Regions from separate parts of the Sus scrofa genome. Here region 1 is linked to region 2. Evidence: chromatin contacts called from public Hi-C data. All regions are on one chromosome and are shown on one strand. The core of a region is the stretch at or near the end of the contact, and the rest is flanking DNA. Distances in the headings are between cores, read along the strand shown.

What was found. Hi-C and Micro-C count contacts between places; a contact is called where the count stands out from the background.
Region 1: a Hi-C map of liver shows a contact between it and region 2, with 4 times the contacts expected there. The contact joins the promoter of LOC110261008 here to the promoter of NECTIN2 in region 2. A contact is called at or near these places in 1 of 5 promoter capture datasets (liver), 1 of 47 Hi-C or Micro-C datasets (liver) and 1 of 2 datasets of contacts at active chromatin or transcription factors (alveolar macrophages).

Annotation. Positions count from the first base shown.
Region 1 is chr6:51,605,607-51,608,308 of Sscrofa11.1, reverse strand. It overlaps LOC110261008 (very-long-chain 3-oxoacyl-CoA reductase-B-like), which reads right to left and starts at 1,254. Exons shown (of 11, transcript XM_021094536.1): 1 at 971-1,254; 2 at 551-597. The coding sequence starts at 1,130. It overlaps LOC110261007 (a long non-coding RNA gene), which reads left to right and starts at 2,101. Exons shown (of 2, transcript XR_002344690.1): 1 at 2,101-2,702.
Region 2 is chr6:51,316,237-51,318,936 of Sscrofa11.1, reverse strand. It overlaps NECTIN2 (nectin cell adhesion molecule 2), which reads right to left and starts at 1,280. Exons shown (of 6, transcript NM_001097494.1): 1 at 1,190-1,280. The coding sequence starts at 1,280.

The DNA.
Region 1 (2,702 bases), core at 5-2,504, 290 kb before region 2:
CTTCTGGAAAACTTAAGTTCCCAGGCCAGGGATTCGAACCTGGGCCACAGCAGTGACCTGAGCCACAGCAGAGACGATGCTGGATCCTTAACTGCTAGGTGACCAGCAGGTACTTCTTAACTCGTTTCACCATTTGTCACACTACCCATTCTGCTCGTTTACTCTATTCACACCTGTCTTCTCTCACTATATCCGAAGTTCCGTGAGGGCAAGGTCTTTCCTGTCTTTTTTGTTCACGGCTGTACTCCAAGCACCTAGAAGATGCCTAGCACAGGAAAGTGGCATATAAATATGTTTTGAGTGACTAGATCAGGGCAATGATGGGAGAGATCAATGGTCCCTAGAAGCCCAGGGTAAACACTGTCACCAGCCTGGGGTGCAGAGGGAAAGCCTCCCCGCGGAGAGGATGAGGAAACAAGAGGAAGCACAATTCTCAGTCTGGTAGGGTGCGCTGACAACAGCCAAGCAGATAGGAGAGGCTCCAAGCCCCACCACCCGCTAGGCTCCCACCACCCGCTAGGCTCCCAGCCCCACCGCCCACTCGGCTCACCTCATGTGCATAGGCCTTGCCGATGCCACTAGTGGCTCCTGTCACCACTAGAAAGGAGAGAAGGGGCAGGGGGCAGGAGGGGAGCTTGACCAGATCCTACCCCCTGTCATCCCCTCCCCTCTCCCTCTTGTCCCTTTTCATGCCTTTTCTTGGAACCCTCCTCACGGAGACCCAGCTCCTCCTGGTTCTTGTCCGCGTCCTTCATGGACCCCAGTCGCTGACTCCTGCGCCCATCACCAGCACAGGTTTCAGGACGTCATGCATCCCAGCGCCTCCCTTACCCTGGTCGCTGCAGCCTTCGCCTATCTTCATTCCAGGAGTCCCTGGCCTCGGCCCTGATTATGGGCCCTCACCTGCCACCCGTGCTCGTTCCTGCTGCCCCCACCCCTACCTGCCTGCCAGGGAGCCCTCCTTCCTCACCTGCCCAGGCTCCGTGCGATCGGAGCCAGGCGTTGCCCCGGCGCACCTGGGGCAGCAGGTAAATATACACCGTGCTGCCCACCCCCCAGATCACCCACAGCAGCAGGCACAGGGCGGTAACTGCTCCCAGCACTCTCAGCGCATCCCACTCCGACTCCATCCCAACTCTAGCCAGCAAGTCACCCAAGCGACGGCTGGGGCCGCAGCCTTGGTGAGCCTCTATTTCAAGCCTGGCCTGCGGCTCCGCGTGAGCCCCTCCCACTCCGCCAGGCGAGTGTTCCGCCGCGCCCCTCCCTCGAGCCACGCCCCACTGGAATATAGTCTACCCGATGGCCACACCTATCCGCCCAAGCACCGCCCCTGACGCTCTCGCCCGGCCCTCCTTGGGCCTACGGTGAGTCCCGAATGCCTGCGGAGCGGGTCGGCAAACAGCCTCCGCTCAGCCCACAGAGCTGAGCAAAGGCTGCTCACAGATGCCCTTTGTTTGGGTCACTGGAGTCCATCTATGGTTGGTGCGGGCCAGAGCTAATAATAGCAATCAATCGCGAAGGGCTTTTGTCAATACAGTGTGTCAGAAAAACTTGACTTACAGATACCTGCTTGCGGGATTACAGTGGTTTTAATTCCTTTTTTTGTTGCTTTTTAGGGCCGCGCCTGCGGCATATGGAGGTGCCCAGGCTGCATCAGAGCTGTAGCTGCCGGCCTCCACCACAGCCACAGCAACCCTGGATCCCAGCCATATCTGCGACCTACACCACAGCTCGTGGCAACGCCAGATCCTTAACCCATGGAGCGAGGCCAGGGATCGAACCCGCCACCTCAGGTTCCTCGTCGGATTCGGTGCCGCTGCGCCACGACGGGAACTCCCTTCCCCCTTTGCACATTCTTCTTTCTCCCCCCTGCTTTACTTTTGGTTGTTTAACAATAACGTATTGTAATTATTATTTAATAATAAATTATAATTAGGTGATAATGAATTAGAGTTATTATTATACGATACAATTGTTACTTAATAATAAATTCATGTGGTAGAATATATGCAACATAAATTTTACCTTTATTTATTTTTTTAAAGCCATGCCTGTGTCACGTGGAAGTTGTTGGGCCAGGGATGAAACCCAAGCTACAGCGTGGACAATGCCAAATCCTTAACTGCTAGGTCACCAAAGAACCCCAGATTTTACCATTTTAACCTTTAAGTGGATGTGTAATTCATCAATAATTCCAAATATTGTGCAAATTTTCACCACTATCCATTTTCAGAAATATTTCATCATCCCTGATAAAAGGCAGATAACAGGTCCCCAGTGCAGTCACTCGTGCTAACAGCCTGGTCAGAAAAACAAAATTTAATAAATAACCTAACTGCAGTTTTAACCTTCTGGAATTTAACCTTTAGCCATTCAACCTAGAATCACCTCCTCAGTACAGTGAGATAATCCTCCCAATAAGCCCTTCCATTTCCCTTAGGAAGGTGGCCTTGACTGAAACAACACATTCTTCATTTGTCTTTAGAAAACCTTCCTTTTCCACAGCTCAGTGGAGCTCCTTTCTGTTATCCAATTTATGAAGCATTGCCTAAAAGCCAATTTGATCTTTAAATTTACTCAGTTGAATTTCTGTTATTTAACAGATTTGGTGACAGAGGTGGAACCAAAGACTAAGGACAAAAGGAGTCATACATGAATGTGCCGGAAACTACATCCACAACGGCCACCCAGCTCTGTTTTGG
Region 2 (2,700 bases), core at 31-2,530:
GGGAAAAAAGACCAGAGGCAAGACCAGAACTTCCCCAAGTTGCCTCCGCACTTTCTGGTAAACCTTTGGGAAACTCCAGTACACTAAGTTTCTAGCTGGGAATAAACAGCCCAGTCACCTGCAAGGGGCGGGGCCGGAGCCTCCTTCACCTGTTTCCTCCCAGCCCCTCCCTCTCCTAGGTCTGCGCCCCTCCCCTCTGGGAGGTGGAGGGAACAGGAGGGGGCTAGAGCGGAGGGAGAGAGAGGGGGGATTAGGGCGGCGTCTCCTCCCGTCCACCCCCCGCAGCGGCTCCGAGGACAAAGGCACGACTACAGGAAAGATAAGGTCCCGAAACCGGGAGTCTGGAACCGGGAGCCAGGAGAGCCCCCGCCCGGCCCGGCCCGGCCCCGCCCGGCCCGGCCCGGCTCGCCCAAAGTGAAACCCGGAAAACTTCCCTAGGGGCCTCCCCGCCGACGGCTCACAAGGAACGGGAAGGGTCCCGGCCGGCGGGACTCGGCCTCCTTAGTCTACCTGAAACACAGCCCACCGAGCCTCCAGTTTCCAGGCAGGGCCTCAGGCCCTGCATTTTATCTAGTACCCGAGTCGGGATTCCTGCCCACATGTGTATCTGCATCTCACGAGACATTCCAATGCCCCACAATTAAATCTGGAGCCCAGGAGACAGGGCGTTTGCCCTCCCCTTCTCCCAATTCTGTCTGGCACCGAGCAGACAGAGCCCTCGGCTCACCACACGGAACTCCTAAGTTTGAGCCCTTCCTGCCCTCAACTCTACCAGGACCCCGGCGTCCGTAGCCCCTAGCCTTCACACTACCTGGCACCCAAGAGACAGAGCTCTCACCCTCTAATTTTTCTGAGGCCCAGGAGTCAGCCCCAGTCCCTGGTTTTCTGGGGCCCGGGAGTCAGAGCCTCGGGAATCCTGAGGCCCGGGATTGGAGCCCTCAGGCCCTTCCCCAGGTCGCCCGAATTGTCATTCTTGGCCCTCCAAGAGGCCCAAAGTGCTAGTTCCCCGCCCCTCTCGAGGACCTCGGCATCTGGCTCCCTGCCCTCAATTCTCCCCAGGCCTCAGACTCCCAACTCCAGGAGAAGGAAAGATTGGGGGGGGGGGTCTCGATTCATCATCTCGACCCTCTGCTGGGGTGGGGAAGGGGAGGGGTTCGCGCGCGCCAGGGAGGCGTCTGCGGTTTCTCACGGGTTTCCCGGAGCAGTAGTAGCAGCAACGGCAGTAGCGGCAGCGTCGGCGGCGACAATCTTGACGGCGGGAGGGCTGCGGCCCGGGCCATGGGGGGCCCGGGGAGGGGGACCGGGACCGGGCGGGGGCCTGAGGGCCACTCTGCGAGCGCCAATCGGTTGAGAGGACGACCAGGTGCCTGGGTGGCTCTGGCTCCCGGCCGGTTCCTGCCGCGCTCTCTTCTCCCGGCTTGGCTCTCGCTGCCTGGCTCTTCCAGCTCGTTGCCCCCCGGTTCCTAGCTTCTTTCTGGCTTCGGACTCGCTGACGTCACAGGATCCACCCCTTTCCTCCCCCCAAGAGCCGACCCGATCCCAGGCTCCGGCCACGCCCCCTCATGCTGTTCTGACCCGCCCCCTCCTGGGAGGCCCTGTCCGCGCCTCCCCAGGATTCAACGCCCGCCCCGCCCCCAGCATTCCTCTCCCTCCCCTTCCTGCTCCTCCCCAGGATTCCAAGTTCGCCCTTCCCAGGGTTCTTTGATCACAGCCTCCTTGCCCCAGAATTCTATCTTTGCCCTCTCCCAGCGTTCAAGCTCCGCCCCCTAGCGTTATTGCCACGCCCCTTTACTCAAGGTTGCCCTCGTGCCCCGCCCCCTGTCTAAGGGGCGCTGTAGTCACGCACGCGTCGGAGCTTTCGGCTGTCTCCGCCCCCGTGAGGCTCCGCCTTTCGCGGTGCACCCCGCCCACCCGTTCTCCGCCCCTTCTCGGGAGCTCAGTCCTGGCCTCGGCCCCGCCCCAAAGACTAACCCGTCCCCTTCAGTTTTAGTCCCTGCCTTCTCGTCACACCTGCGTGAGGAGCGTGGGTTCTCATAGGCCCGCCCCCCTGGAACCCCGCCCCCACGCAGAGTCCCCACCCCCTTCCCTGCCTCTCGAATTCCCTAGTTCTCACCCCGTGCCTACTGTCGTTCGTATCTGTGCGCATCTCAGCCTGTCCTCGTCGCTTTCTAATCTCTGCTTGGGACTCTAGGAGTCGCTGCATCGTTTCTTTTTAAATTTCTCTTTTAGTGTCTCTTTGTGTCTATTTTTTGCCTTTCTTTTTCCGTCCCTGTTTCTCTATCTCTGGGTTTTTCAGTCTTCACGTTTCGCTGTCACTTTGTGTAGCTGGTCTCTTTCTTTCTGGTGTCTTTCTATTGCTGTTTCTGTGTCACTTGATCCTTGTCTCTTTTCCATCCCTTTGTCTCTGTCTGCGTCTCTGGGTCTCTGTCTTCCTCTATGTGTTCCTATCTGTGTCTCTCTGCCTCTTTCTGTGTCTGTCTCTGTCCTTATGTCTCAATGGGTGTTTCGGTGTCTCTTTCCGTGTCTCTTGTTTCTCTCTGCGTCTCTCTTAACCTCCCTTCCCTCTCCGCATCCCCCAGTCCTCTCGGGTGTCTGGTCCTCACCAGTTCCTTTCCGCGGCCGCCCGCCAGGGGGCAGCACAGACCAGCCCCCCGCATTCCGCTGGCCCTGCCGCCCGGCTAGGGCCTCCAGACACCGTTG